2 separate regions of the Sus scrofa genome follow, and region 2 is linked to region 1. Evidence: chromatin contacts called from public promoter capture Hi-C data. All regions are on one chromosome and are shown on one strand. Each heading gives the region's core, a stretch centred on a gene start, on an enhancer-like site or on the middle of the called end of the contact. The rest is flanking DNA. Distances are from core to core; before and after follow the strand shown. Region 1 holds the start of ZNF862 (zinc finger protein 862). Region 2 holds the start of LRRC61 (leucine-rich repeat-containing protein 61).

Region 1 (7,455 bases), core at 3,528-6,027:
CTTGGATAGGGAAGGAGGGTGGTTTGGGCAACTGCGCCTGGCCCCTCCCCAGCTCGGCCACCCCTCTCGCCCAGGAGCCGTACCTGCAGAGCCAGTGCGACTGCTGTAGCTACCGCCTGGACCCCGAGAACCCGGTGCGGATCCTGAACCTGCGCTGCCCCGGCGGCCACACAGAGCTGGCGGTGCTGCCGGTCATCCACAGCTGCCAGTGCAGCGCGTGCCAGGGTGCGTCTGGGCGGGGCTCCGGGGGGCGGGGCCGGGCCTCGGCGGGGAGAGGAGGGCGGGGCCGTGGGGCCTGGAGTGGGCAGGCCTCACCGGACCGGAGCCTGGCAGGGCGTCAGCCAGCAGCCCCCCGCCAGACTCCTCATTCGGAGTCGTTTCCCTCCGCCCCACTCCCCTCCCCAGCCTTTTCGTTAATTTTTTTCTCCAGTCACGCGTAAGCTTGGGTGTTGGAGTCAGGCTTCCCGGGATCAAATCCCAGCTCATCTATTTCCTTCTTTGCTGCGCCCCCGTCCCCTCAGCTTTACAGCAGGCCTGACAGGCTGAGCAGGCTGGTTGGGAGGGCCTGCCGAGAGCCTGCGTGTGAAGTGCCTGGTTCTTGTTAAACACGTGGGCTGTGATAACCCGAGGCCACCCGAGTGGCAGGACAGAGAGAAACCGCGGCGCCGATACTGCGGGAGCGGGGCAAGCGTTCCTCCTCGGCTCTGGGCTTCTTCCTGGAAGCTCTTCCTCCCCCTTCGGCCACCTCGCTCTGCTTCCAGGCCTGACTGCTCGCCTTTTTCACGCGCCCACCTCCCTCTCATTTGTCCTCCAGGAGGTGATTTCTCAAAGCGCTGACGGCTCCGCTGGGAGAAGCCCCGCCGCCTCTCTTGGGGTCCCTGGGCTCAGCAGCACGAACCCCTCCTCCTCTCATGCCCACCCATCCCCTCCCCGTCCTGGCTGTGGTGTATCCCAAATAAAGCGACCTTGGCAGCAGGCCTGCGTGCAGTCGGATCCTTGGGCCCAGAGGGGAAGAGGGGAAGGGGGGACTGCGAGCTCTGGCCTGGACCTGCACAAGGGATGTCTCCTGGGGAACCGCTGTGAACCCGTCAGACCAGTGACCGCCGGCAAGTCACTTCACATATCTGGGCCTCGGATTCCTCATCTGGAGCGTGTTGAATGTGAAGTCTGAAGAGCTCTGGTGTGAGACATCTCCAGGGCCCAGCTGATTTCAGTGCAGCCATGGTGGGCATTTCCACGCAAGACACACTCATCTCACGCGGATGGCTGCTTCTCCTCCTCCTTTTAAAGGGCTTTACTGGAGTTCTCTTGTGGCAGAGTGGGTTAAGAATCCTGCGTTGTCACTGTAGTGGCTTGGGTCACTGCCGTGGCAAGGGTTCGATCCCTGGCCCGGGAACTTCCATATGCCAAGGGTGCAGCCAGAAATGAAAATAAAAACAAACAGACCAAAGAGTAAACGGTTTTTTTGAGGTATAATTTATATCCTTGGAAATTCACCCATCTTGAGTTTACACTTCAGTGACTTTTATAGTGGTGTGCTTTACAACGTTGCACAGATATCGCCAGGATCAAGTTTTACAACATTTCCATCATTTCAAGCCCATTTACAATCAGTCCCTCCCACCTCCAGACCCAGGCAGCCACTAAACTGCTTTCTACCTCAATAGATTTATCTTTTCTGGACATGTCATATAAATGTCTGGCTTATTTGGGTCAGCATGATAATTTTGAGATTCATCTGTCAACAAAAATAATGCGCGAGGCTGCCTTTGGGGTCTTAAGAATGGCAACGCAGGAGACACAGGTAACCCTGAAGGAGTGTGCCGAGGAAGAGAAAGAGATGAGGGCTTATGAAGACAAAGAGCCATGGGGTCCTAAAAGTTGGTTGGAGAGACTTGAGAGTGACTCTGATGTGAGTTAGAAAATATTTGTAAAGAATCAGTTGTTTTAGAGAAGAGTTCTGTTGAATGAAGAAAACCATACAACCTAAAAGCTATGAGTTACATTGTATTTGAGGGCCTTACTAAGGACTATTGCCCAGGAGACAGCCTCTAAGACAGCTCTGAGGAACTGTTCCAAAGGGGTAGTGGAGAAGTAGTGGAGAAGCAAGGATGGATAGGCGTTTTTGGGGGGGGGGAAGCACATGAGGGTCAACATCCAAAGATTACAGAGGGGAGTTCCCTGGTGGCACAGTGGGTGAAGGGTCCAGTGTTGTCACTCCTGCGGCAAAGTTTTGATCCCTGGTCCTGGAACTTCCACCTCCTGCAGGTGTGGCAAAAAAAAAAAAAAAAAAAAAAAAAGATTACAGATAATCACAAAAAACAGACAGACACTTCAAGTTGATGATTTTAAGGCTTTTCTATGCCAGAGTCTGTGCTCACTGAAATTATTCCTTAGATAGTATCTTAACCATCTAGGGCCAGTATCCTGTTTTTCTCCATCCTGAAGTCCCCTCTTGGTGCATCATCAGGGTGTGGCTACAGGGGCTGATGACATGATGGCAGCCAACATTCCTTGTTTACAGAAATGGCAGGCAATGTTGTTTTGTCCACAGGTCCAAGAAGTAAATAAATTATCATAAGTTTTTTTAGGCTAAGGGTCTGATAAGTATCTTAGGTTTCTGGCAGGTGTTCCGGACAACTTCATCAGGTCATAAGGTCAGATTCTATCTGGGCTGAGACCTGCATAAGTCACACTTCCTTAATGGCCTCCTGGCTGTAGAGAGCTCTCTTAGCAATACTGACTCCATTTTGATTTTCCTTTCACCCATCCATATTATCCATATATCAGCAGCTTGTTCCTTTTTATTGCTGAAGAGTGATTCACATTTTGTCTACCCATTCACCAACTGATGAACATTTGAGTACTTGTTTTTCTGTCTATTATGAATAAAGCTGCTACGAACATTTCTATACAAGTCCTTGAGTGGTCATGTTTTCATTTCTCTTGGGAACATGCCTAGGAATGGAAACAGCTGGGTCCTATGGTAAGTTTATGTTTAATTTTTTAAGAAGCTTTCAAACTGTTCCCCAAAGTGGCTGCACCATTTTATAGCTCCCTCACCTCACCCCCACCCACAAAGAACCAGGGTTCTTTTCTCCGCACCCTGTCCCTCACTTGTTATTTTTTTAACAGCCATTCAGTGGGTATGGAGTGGTGTCTCACTGCAGTTTTGCTTTGTATTTCCTTAATGACTAATGATGCTGAGCATTTTTTTTTTCATGTGCTGTGCTGATTTGCTGTTGTAGATCTTCTTTTCAAGCTGCTTCTTCTTTCTGCCCCAGGGCTTTTCTGACCACAGACACTGTCCACTTGACCTTTGCACTAATACAGCTTGAAGTATAAGTGTGAGGATGGAATGTGGTTAATGCCTCTTGGGGTGACCCTCAACTCCTGGGGATGGGAGTGGCAGATGAATGCTTGGTTCCCCACTGTTCAGACAGACTATTACGCGGGGCATTCTGTATGATTCTCAGACGCGGAAAGAAGCCCGCCCCAAATGCCCACAGCAGTGACCTCTAAAACACACCCTTCCATCAGGTTTTCCTTCTCCCTGCTTCACTCTCTCAAGTCCCAAGGTCTGCTCTCCGGGGTCACTTTTCAGGACTGAGTCCTTGTCTCCAGCTCTGCTTCCAGGATGGAGTGGAGAGGGAAGAAGCACGGCTGGATGCTTCCACCCCAATGCCCAGTGACCTTGTGTATTACTTTTTGCTCCTTCATATTCCTCAGACCGCCCCACAAGTGAGAGTCCCATCCAGCTACAATTACTAGCAAAGAGGAGAGGGCCCATGGGAGAGATGAAAAGAGGCTCTTTAGTTGATAAAGTGGGACACAGGAAGGGATGTTCTGGCAGGAGCAATGAGAACTTGAATTGTTCTGGGTGAGGCCCTAGGTGGGACCCCTATCATGCCACACCTATCAGTACACACAAAGAGGCCATGCCAACACACAGGGAGCCAGTGGCCAACTACAAGCCAGGAAGAGGGGTCTCACTAGAAACCAACCATGTTGGCATGATGACCTGACTTCTAGTCTCCGGAACTGTGAGAAAGTAAATTTCTCTTTATTTATTTTTTATTTTTTTATTTTTTTGTCTTTTTTTTTTTTTTTTTTTTTGCTATTTCTTGGGCCGCTCCCGCGGCATATGGAGGTTCCCAGGCTAGGGGTCCAATCGGAGCTGTAGTCTCCGGCCTACGCCAGAGCCACAGCAACGCGGGAGCCGAGCCGCGTCTGCAACCTACACCACAGCTCACGGCAACGCCGGATCCTTAACCCACTGAGCAGGGCAGGGACCGAACCTGCAACCTCATGGTTCCTAGTCGGATTCGTTAACCACTGCGCCACGACGGGAACTCCCTCTTTATTTTGAAGTTATGTTTCTGATCTGTTTTCCCCATAGACTATGAAATCCTTGAAGGCAAAGGTTGCGTTTCATTCAACTGCATATTCCCAAATCTTGCACAGCCTCTGGCACATGGTAGGCAACCAGCGATGCTTTTTGAATGAATGTAAGGCAAGGCATTTCCCTCCTTGATTATATAAAGTCTGGATCTTCAAGGTTGAGATTGGCCCCAAAAGTGCAAAGGACAAACCCAATCAGGGTACTTTGCCCTGACTGCAGGGCCTGGGAGAGCGTTTCCTAGTAACCGTCTCAGAAAGACAGTGAGCGGTTCCGCGTCCAATCAGGTCCCCGTAGGTCCGGAGCCAATAGCAGCTTTGAGAGCCCCTTACCAAGCCTGGACTGCTCTTCCCATGATGCCCTGCCGCCTCCGCTAGGTGGCTGCCGTAAAGCCGCTCGCTCAGCGCGACGCAAGTGCCCGCTGCGCGCCTCTCTGGGCTAAGCCAGCGCCACGGCACCCCCCGGACGCGGGACAGGGTTCCGGGCTGCGCTCCTCTCCCGCCAGGGCATCCTCCCCTCCGGGGGCCCCAGTCCCCAAGGTGGACCCGGCGGTGGCATCCTCAGACCGGGCCGCGGGGGGAGGGGCGGCCTGGAGACAGTGGCGGGGTCAGCACCGGCCACGGAAAGCGGGGCCATGGAGCCCAGAGAGTCGGGGAAGGTAGGCCTGGAAGGGCCCTGGGACCGCCCGCCTCCCCCCCGTAGATCCCTGATCTGGCCTCCGGTGAAGCGGGCGGTACGGGCGGCGTCTTCGCAGATGAGCCAGCCTTGCAGGGAAGGACTCGCCCGCTCGCTCGCCCGCCGCTTCCTCTGCAGTCTGGAGGCCGCCTCGGGGCGAGTCCCCGGGGCCTTCCACCCGCTCCCTCCGCGGCTGCTCTCTGCCGAGTGGCCGCTCTTTTGATGCTGGGTGGGTGACCTGCTCAGTATAGTGATACGAAAGTGCGCTTTCTGTATTCCCATGCCACCGTCGCTTTTGCAGAGGGCCAGTGTGTTTTAAGGCTTTGAGGCTGGATAAGACCCCACTGGGAGCCAGGGGTAGGGATCAGCGAGAGGCAGAGTGAGGGCGTGGCCTTGCCTAGACCCCCTTCCCAAGAAAGGGCTGAGAAGAAAACGGCAAGGCGCCTGCCGTATTTCTTGCGGATTGTTTCTAGCTTATCTGTTTCGTGGAGTATCTGATTATCGTTTAGAAGCATTCCATAAACTCGCTTCAGCCTTTGGGCAGGAAGCTGCGAGTTGGAAGAAACGGAGTGGAAAAGTGCTTGAAGGTAGAGTTAGTGGGTTTGGCAGGATTGTCAGAGCTTGGAGTCAGTGTCGGCAAAGACCAGTGTGGTTGCAGTCACTTGACTTGGTGACAGTGGCAGCCTTTTGGGACTAAGATCTTTCTGGATGTTTTTTACTGCCAGTTCTTGAGGATTGTTTCTTTGGCACAAAGGGAATGTCCTGAACAAACATCTTTGAGTGTGTATTGAGTCTCTCCTTAAAAAAAAAAAAAAAATTATCTTAATAAACATTTGCGATCAGTGATTTCAGTTGATGGTGATGCTGGAAATACAAGGATAAATATGAAATGACCAGTTTCCTCCAGGAGCCCTCCTGCAATTTTCCCTTCAATAACTTGGATAAGCCTGGAATTGTCCCACAGACAAAAGAAAGAAAGGGTAATGAGGTTAATGTGATGCTATAGTTTTTCCTGAAAGGACCAGGAGGATTCTGAATTACAAAAGAAGTTCTTGCTTAAGAATCTCTTTTCCGTATTCCCTCCTTCCCACAAGCCACAGTGATGCGTTTTCCAGATGAAACAACCTACAGAGTAAAGAGTCCAAGACAATAAAGCTCAGCAGAAGCTAACTAAAGATTGAAGGTGACTGTGTGCCAGCCTCATGTTAAGCCCTTTAGGGGATACTAAAAGAGTAAAGGAAATGGCCCTTACCCTCAGGTAATGTCCTCAGATTACTTTAGACTACCTGATTTTGGACAGAGTGAGAGCAAGATGTAGTGGGGAAGAAGGGTTCTAAGCAGTTGGCATCAAAAATTGGAATTAGTGGGAATTCCCTGGTGGTCTAGTGGTTAGGATTTCAGCTCTTGCATTGCTGTGGCCGGGGTTCGATCCCCCGTTTGAGAACTGAGGTCCCACATCAAGCCACCTCACGCTGTGAGTGGGGGGGAGAAGGAATTAATGTAGTTTCCACTGTGGCATGGGATGTGGTGGTGTCTCTGCAGAACCAGGATGCAGGTTGGATGCCCAGCCCACCACAGTGGGTTAAAGGATCCTTTGTTGCTGTAGCTGCTATAGGTAGAAACTGCAGCTCAGATCTGATCCCTGGCTTAGGAACTCCATGTGCTACGGGGCAGCTCCCCCCGCCCCCCAAAAAAGGAATTTGTGATTGGAGGTTGATCTCAAGCTATTCTGTTCATTTGGAGGCTTTCTTAGCCTTTAATGGGAGAAGAGAGAAATACAAATATTTTGGGAGGTAGAGGAGAAATTTGATGTCCTTTTTAAGTGTAGCCACTAATTGCAAACCCTGGAGACTGGAAATTTCACTTGTGATTCTAATCTTAATTGCAGGTGCATCAGTTTTCTAATGGAGGGAATGAGAATGTTATCTACAGATGAAATAAAGTGATTGCAAAACAAACTAGCAGTGTAAGATGTATTGCAAAAGAGTGACATTAACTAAACCCTGAGGGGAATACTGTGCTATTTTAAAGTTCCATTCTGAATATCACTTTTTCTGACTCAAAGCTGGGACACTAGGAGTCCACTTGAGGTAGTAGCCTGATCTATTATTAGGATCTTCCTTTGATGCTATTTTGTGGTATCTGTTAACCTGTTGGATTGAGTGTGAGGTATCTTGCCTGTCATTGGCAGAGTAATGGATGGAGGTCAAAGACTTTTCCCCATCGCTCAATCCCATTATTCTGTTTTATTTTCTTACAGTCCTTACCACTATATAAAATTCTCACATTTATTTATTTGTTTACATGTTTGCTGATTTCACTCCCGGGCTGCATCCCCAGGTAGAATAATGGAGCAGTATCTGGCACTTAATAGGTTCTCA
Region 2 (7,455 bases), core at 3,487-5,986, 47 kb after region 1:
GATTCGTGATCGTAAGTGCTCTAAGAAAGGGCAGCCACACAGGGGGTCAGAGACCTATAGTCTGGTATTGGCTGGACTAACAATCTAGAGCTGTCAGACAGGACCTCCCTGGCCCGGTTGTCCCAGAGACGAGGATTTAGGTGGCCAGAGGCCAGGCCAGGTAGGTTGAATCTCTAAGTGTAGGGTGTGGATGGACTCCCTGTGCCAAGGGTTCTTTGTACTTTCTCTCCAGCAAGGATCACCCCCCTCACTCATCTTCCCCTGCCAAGTGGTGGGCACATCAGTAGCTCAGCCTCTGACACAGATGCTACATTGAAGCAAAAGATCCCTAAAGAAGGGCAGTGGCCGAGGGCCGTCTACCCTGCACCACCCCTAGTGACAGTGGGAAGTGGCCTGGGAGACCGTCCTGGGCCCTGACGAACTAGCAGGGAACCGGGCAGGTGAGGTTAGCGGAGCTGCACACACACAGGGTGGCCGACAGGGGACAGTGCCGCACCAGGGTTGGAGACCGCCGGCGGCGTGGGGTGGGGGTGGGGGGGCAACGCGCAGACGTGACAGACCGAGGCCTTTAGACAGATCGTGGCCTTTAGGGGGAGCTGGGATGACTTTCCAAGTGGGACCAGAGCCTGGATGAAGTGTCCCTGAAGGATCTGTAACAACAACAGCAAGGTGACGGGTATCTCTCCTGGATGGTTTCCCCCTCGACATCTGGCACATTCCATTCTATAGTAAGGGGGCCCATCAGCCCAGATTCTCAACAGAGAGGAAGAGGTACATTAGAGGAGGCTGCTATTACTGCAGACCGCAGGGGCACCCTTCCCTGCTGAAGCCAGGCCGTTGATGAGATTGGGTTGCTCTGACCAAAAATTGGTTCCTTGACAACATTGGGGATGTGAGGAACAGGGGAGAAATTGAGTGGGGACAGTTGTGATTGCTTTTCAGAATTTCCAAGTCCCTGTGCTGGACGTGACCTTTGTTTATAAACCTTGCGGTTTCCAGGAACGAAGTCCGTTGGCAGCCACCAGAGTTTTGCTTGACTCGGAACCAGGAGAGTGAGGGTAGGTGACCAAAGTCTATGCTAACTCAGCCCACACTCCGTATCATGAACTTGCATGAGAATCACCCAGAACAAACAAACCCAGAGAATGCTGCGACCAAAGCCAGATCTATGAGAACAGAAGCTCCAGGGATGGAGCAAGGATCCCAGACTTGTAATAAGCACTCTGGGTTGCTCTTAGGCAGGCCCACACAGGTCTAGGGACCAGAGTTTTGGAATCCTGCAGTGGTATTTCTCAGCGTGGCCCACCTATCCTCAGATTGCCTGGAACGCTTGAAAATGCAGATGCCTGGGTCCTGCTCCAAACCCTGCTGGATTAGAATGTCAGATAGGACACAAGACTTGGCATTTTATTTTTTTTAATAATCATTTTTTAAATTTTGTAATTATTTTTAAGACTGCTTTTAAAACAAGTGTCTCAAGGGTTCTTGTGCTCACCAGAACTCTCTAGGACAGGAGTTCCCTACCTTGGTATCACTGACGGTTTGCGCTGGATACTTCTTGGTGGGAAGCACTGTCCCCTGCATTGTACCCCTGGCCTCAACCCAGTGGATGCCAGTTGCACCCTTCTCCCTGCTCCCAGTTGTGACTATCATACTTGTCTCCAGCGATTTTGAAATGCTCTGGATCGGGGCAGGGCGGGGGTGGGGTGGGGAGGCGGTGAGTGCTTCCCCCCGATCCCAGTGTTGGGAATCACTACTATAGAATCTCAGCCCCTTGAGTGACTGATCAACTTAATCAGCTTATCAACCCAAATGGTGGCTTGGGAAATCTTGAAGGAAGCTGGTATCCTGAGCACCAGGGTTCTTTGTGTGTCCTTCCCAGCAGGACCTGGGGCTTCTGACCTGGAGACCAGGCCCCAGGGAGGAGGAGGCACCCAAGCTCCGGGGGATTATTGGGTGGCTAAATGGACTCTAATCCCAGCAGAGGCCAGATGAGGGAGGGGGCCCAGCAACCTGGGCTCACCTGCCAGCATCTTCCCTGAAAAGGGTGGGATGGATATGCTTAGAAACCCACATAACCTGCACCTCAGTTCCCTAACCTCAGGATTAAGGGCCATGATGGCAGCAAGGCCTCCCCCACCCCTCACTGCAAAGGTCAGTCTTTCGTTCCTCGACAAAGACCAGGGCCACTGGGCAGGTGATTCTCTGTCCACCTACTGTCTCATATAGCAGGAGCTCGGGGCCCAGAGGCTTGATCCCTCATGGTAGCAGGTGCAAGACAATTGATTGGGCGGACATATTTTTCTCTTTTTTTCTTTCTGTCCTGCTTCCCAGAAGCTGTTCACCTTGGCTGAGCAGCTCAGCCCAGAGCCTTAATCCCTCATGGTAGCAGGTGCAAGACAAGTGATTGGGCAGACATATTTTTCTCTTTTTTTCTTTCTGTCCTGCTTCCCAGAAGCTGTTCACCTTGGCTGAGCAGCTCGGCCCAGAGCCTTAATCCCTCATGGTAGCAGGTGCAAGACAAGTGATTGGGCAGACATATTTTTCTCTTTTTTTCTTTCTGTCCTGCTTCCCAGAAGCTGTTCACCTTGGCTGAGTAGCTCAGCCCAGGCTGGGCTGCCTGGGTTCAAATTCCAGCTCCTCCAATTATTAATTGGGTGAAAGTTATTTAATCTTGCTAAGCTTCAGTTTTACTGCCCTGTTGGTATAATTGTACTAGTGCCTGCCTCATGGGAGCTGTGAGAATGGATTCAAGTGCCTGCCTCGTCAATAATTGTCATCAGTGAGTTCCCTGGTGGTGGCGCAGCAGGTTAGGGATCCACCGTTGTCATTGCGGTGGCTCGGGTCACTGCTGTGGTGCATGTTTGATCCCTGGCCCTGGAACTTCCATATACCATGGTGCAGCCAAATAAATGCTATCGTTACTTTCACATGGTATAAATAAATAAATAAATAAAAGCCACCATTACTTTTACACGGTAACTCTACTTCCATGCTGCCCTCCAGTCTGCCAGTATCTCGGGTTCGTTCACCCTTCCGTGTTCCCATCACAGACACTGCACCAACCCACCTGTGGAGAAGGATGCACCAGGCACCCTGAGTGTTTTGACCTGTGAGATAGGACCTGGGAAATAAGTGCCATGAAAAATACCTGGGGCCTATGTATGTATCTGTATTTCTATGTTTTGTGTCAAATGTCCTTAAAATAATCTATAAATGCCATGTCTTCTCAATAAAAACAGCCATGCTTTTGGGAAGTGGGGGGAGACGATGGGATGGGTGCTAGATTAGATCTGCTGAATCTGAAGTTCTCAGGGAAAATCAACATGTAAGAAATAACCAGGAAATTTCTGAAAAAGAGTATTGACAGGGACACTAGCCCACCCAGGTTTTTTAAAATATTATGGAATCATAATATGAAAGGCTACAGAAATGAAAGCGATGGTGCCAACACATGAATAAACACAAATCAATGGAAGAAGAGTCCGGAAAGAAAACCAAGTTGACAAATATGGCACCCCAAATCCATGAGGAAGAGATAAATAAAGGCAATGAACAGTGCTGGGACCTCTCCCAGCAGCAACAAAGTAAATGCCAGATGGGTCAGAGATTTAACAAATGCAAACTATACATGTACCAGAAAACAGGGGGATTTGTAAAAATTATCTTGTAATGGGGGAGGTCTAACTAAGAGGGTGATAAAAATAAATCCAGCAGTGATGAAAACAAAGTTTGATAAAAGGCAAAAAGAAAGAAGATTAAGTGACAAACAGGATAAACAATTTGCAACTCATGACACAGACAGGAAAATGACAAAGGAGACAAGCAGGTAATTCAAAAAAGAAGCGCTAGAAATGACTTGCAGGAGTTCCCTGGCGGCACAGTGGGTTAAGGATCCAGCATTGTCGCTGGTGTGGGTCGGTTTGCTGCTGTGACCGGGGTTTAATCCCTGGTCCAGGAACTTTCCACATGCCATGAGCGCGGCCAGATTAAAAAAAAAGAAAAAAAAGAAAATGACTTTTGAGCACAGATCAAAACTGATAATAGACGAGAGTAGCCACGTCTGTTAGTAGCCATAGTCAATATCCCAGCATTTTCCCTAGGAGACACCCCGGATGGTTGTCATGAAATGCTGGGTGAACCTTCAAGGCGGTTAAAGACTCCGACACGTGGCGCAGCGGTTAACGAATCCGACTAGGAACCATGAGGTTGCGGGTTCGACCCCTGCACTTGCTCAGTGGGTTAACGATCCGGAGTTGCCGTGAGCTGTGATGTAGGTTGCAGACGCGGCTCGGATCCCGCGTTGCTGTGGCTCTGGCGTAGGCCGGTGGCTACAGCTCCGATTCAACTCCTAGCCTGGGAACCTCCATATGCCGCGGGAGCGGCCCAAGAAATGGCAACAACAACAACAACAACAAAAAAGACAAAAAGACAAAAAAAAAAAAGACTCCGACACATGGATCATTATCGTTACTGTGGTCCCTTCCATCCGCATGCGCGCACTAGTCCCAGGTGCACTCGGGCCAAGTCCCGCGGCACAGAGAGCCCAGGGTGGAAGAGGCGTTGGGGAGCGACCAGCGGAGGAGGAAGGTTAAACTAGCTCACCGTAGGCCCACAGCCCCTACGATTCTCCCCAAGCCAAACCGCTAAGCCGACACTATTAAAACTAGTGCGAAAGCATCTCGCGCGAACTGAGAGAGGCGCGCAGCTTCCGGGGGAGGAGGCCACGTGACACCGCCTCTTCCGGCCGCGGACGCCTGCGCACTGGGTGCTGCCCGCCGGCTAGAGAAACATACCAACCGCTGGACGGAGGGGGACGCGGCGCCTCGTCGGGCTGTCGCTCCCGGAAGGACCCCTTGCGCCCCGGAACTTGGACTGCTCTCCGCCCAGGCTCTGTGGGGCCCTTGGTGCCTCCTGGTAGGTCCCGCTGAGGTGCGGGGGTGGGAGCGGGCGGCAGGAGGCGGCTCCTTCCTACCCGCCACCGAGGCGCGGTCGGCTGCGGTGGGAGCCTTGAGGTCTCCCCGGCTCGAAGTAAGCCGGGGTGGGGCGTTGTGGTTTCACTTCACAGACCTGGCCCGGGAGGGTGGCGGGCGGCGGAGGCGGCTTGCCCTGAGCTGTCCAGGTGTTCCCCCTCCTAGCCTAGAGCCCCGCGCCTGAAACCACAGGTGAGGCCAGAACCTGCTGGACAGCGATTCATACCCATCACTCTGTGGCAAGAACTACCCTCAGACACTGTTAATATGCGTGCATTAACTCCCCTAATCCTCCTCAAGCCGGTGAGGTGGGTGCCGTTATCTCTGTTGTATAAACGGGAAAACCGAGACACTAGGGCACGATCACAGCTGGTGGGTAGCAGCCGGATTTAAACTCACATAGACTGGCTCCGGATTTCAGGCTCTCAGTCCATTATGGGGAGCACCTCGCAGAAAAGAGCGAAGGGTTCCGCTGGGGTGTAGTTTAAAATGTCTCATGTCACTTTTGCATAATGTGAAATCTAATGTTACCTGATTATTCAAAAACATCTCCCTTAGGATTTGCAAATATCCAAATTTGCATGTGTAGTGATTCTCTCTACTCCCTTCCTTCCACTCACTGCTGTCCTTGCATCCTTTTCCTCAGCACCTTCCTTCTCTCCATGGGGGCAGGGACAGGGGACTTGAGAAGCCCAGGTCTTGAGGGCCCATTAAGGACTTTGAAGTCCCCTGGGATCTGAGAGGTAGACAGACACTTCCCCCGCCTTCCCAGGGCTGAGAGACAAGGGGGCTGGTAGACCTGGGCAGAGTGAAAACTCCAGAGAAAGGTCTGGCATAGTTCTGGAATGCCCAGGGTGGGCTGAGCTCCGCATGGGGCCCTGGGGGTGAGGCAGGCCCAAGAGAACTAGAAAAGTGACCCCTTCGCTTCTGGACATGTGCTTGGGAAAAGGCCTGGCAGAAGTAGTTTGAAGGAAATCTAATCTGTGGAGCCACAGCAGTGCTGAGGGCCCCCCCCCCCCGTATCAGGCTCAGCCAGCAAGTTGCTGCCTCTCCTTGCTCCGCCTTGGGAATCTGTAGGCTCCTGGACGTAACTGCCTTGGGCCCACCCCCTGCCCACACTCAAGGACTTGCTTGCCACTGTGGCTGTTGTCCTCCTTTGCTTTATCAGAAAGAAAGAAAAAAAAGATTCTTCTTCTTTTCCAAGGATGAGCCCCCCCCCCCGCCTCGTGCCCTGGGTCCTCTCTCTAGGAAGCTCCTGCCATCAGTCCTCCCTCTCGGCCCACTGCACCTTTTCTCCGTGTTGAGACCGAGCCAAGCCTGTTCCCTCCTGTCCCACAGTGTGACCCTTTGCCATCACAGGTGTCCAAACCCCCTGCTTCTTGTCGCGTAGCTCCTGCTTCCATCTGCATCATCCGCTGAAGTAGGGTTGTCTGTCCTTCCTGATGAGCCTTCCCTTGGCTTCCCCAACATGGCCTGAGTCTTTCTGGGTCCCTGTCCTCTGCCTGTCAGCCATCCGTGGAGTCTGCCTGTCCTCTGTCCTCCCCACAGCAGCCGTGCTGTCTGGACACCACGCTCCACTCTCTTCTCCCTCAGGCGGGTGCCCTCAGTTTCTCTGGAAACGTTCACAGGGATCTATATCTTTAGCTCAGACTTCTGTCCCCTGCCTCTGTCTGTACCTGTCACACCTACTCCTGAAGATTTGTTCCAGAATAACCTCAAAATCGCTGTCTCTGAAACGAACATGCTAGGTGGGAGCCCGTCTGGAGCCCTTCTCCACGGCGCAGCCCCAGCACCATCTGCCTCCTGCACAGCTCTCCAGACTGCCCGGTCCCACGGCCTGGCTGGCTGTCCCTCCTCACCATCTACTGCCCAGGCTGTGTCTGCCTCGTGTGGCTCCACTGTGGCTCCAGGGGTGCAGCCCCAGTGTCTCTGCCTTGTCATTGTCCTCAAAGGTGTGTGTCATCTGTTAAAGAGATGTCACAAACAGTTTCTTACTAATAACCAAAGTCCTGGAGTTTGTGGCTGATTTTCTTGTTAAATTTTACATTTTAGATTCCAGTACATCCAGGGCTGACTCTGCACCGTGTCCACCTCGCTGTCATCCTGATGTGCATCAGTGAAGAGGAAGGGGGGACCTTACTGTGGGAGCCAGGAATTGCCCGAGATTCCAGGCATGCCTGGGGACCTTTCAGGAGCTAAGGTTCCTGAAGCAGCAGCCTGAGGTAAGGGGCCCTTATGACAGTCTAAACTCTGTGCCATAGACAAGATTTGCCTCCAGGTCTGCCTGAGGCCTGGCTCCATGGCACTTGCCCTGCTGGCCTTGCCCTGGTGCCAGCAGCCATTTCCAAGTTGTCTTACCCTAAGCCCTGTGTGCCAGCCAGGCAGTTACTGTCCTGTGTTTGTACCTTTAGGGCACAGTGATGGCTCGTGGTAGGTATTTGATGAATTTTTGTTATATGGTCAGTTGGATCAAGTGTCCCTG

The links. Promoter capture Hi-C pulls out the DNA fragments that hold promoters and counts their contacts.
Region 2: a contact with region 1 is called in a promoter capture Hi-C map of liver, with 1.6 times the contacts expected there. The contact joins the promoter of LRRC61 here to the promoter of ZNF862 in region 1. A contact is called at or near these places in 1 of 5 promoter capture datasets (liver) and 1 of 47 Hi-C or Micro-C datasets (liver).

Annotation. Positions count from the first base shown.
Region 1 is chr18:55,838,193-55,845,647 of Sscrofa11.1, forward strand. ZNF862 (zinc finger protein 862) reads left to right here and starts at 4,778. Exons shown (of 9, transcript XM_021079105.1): 1 at 4,778-5,057. It overlaps SSPO (SCO-spondin), which reads left to right. Exons shown (of 101, transcript XM_021078747.1): 100 at 75-225; 101 at 815-975. The coding sequence ends at 837.
Region 2 is chr18:55,884,922-55,892,376 of Sscrofa11.1, forward strand. It overlaps LRRC61 (leucine-rich repeat-containing protein 61), which reads left to right and starts at 4,737. Exons shown (of 4, transcript XM_021079112.1): 1 at 4,737-4,917; 2 at 7,026-7,195. It overlaps ZBED6CL (ZBED6 C-terminal-like protein), which reads left to right and starts at 4,739. Exons shown (of 4, transcript XM_021079108.1): 1 at 4,739-4,917; 2 at 7,026-7,195.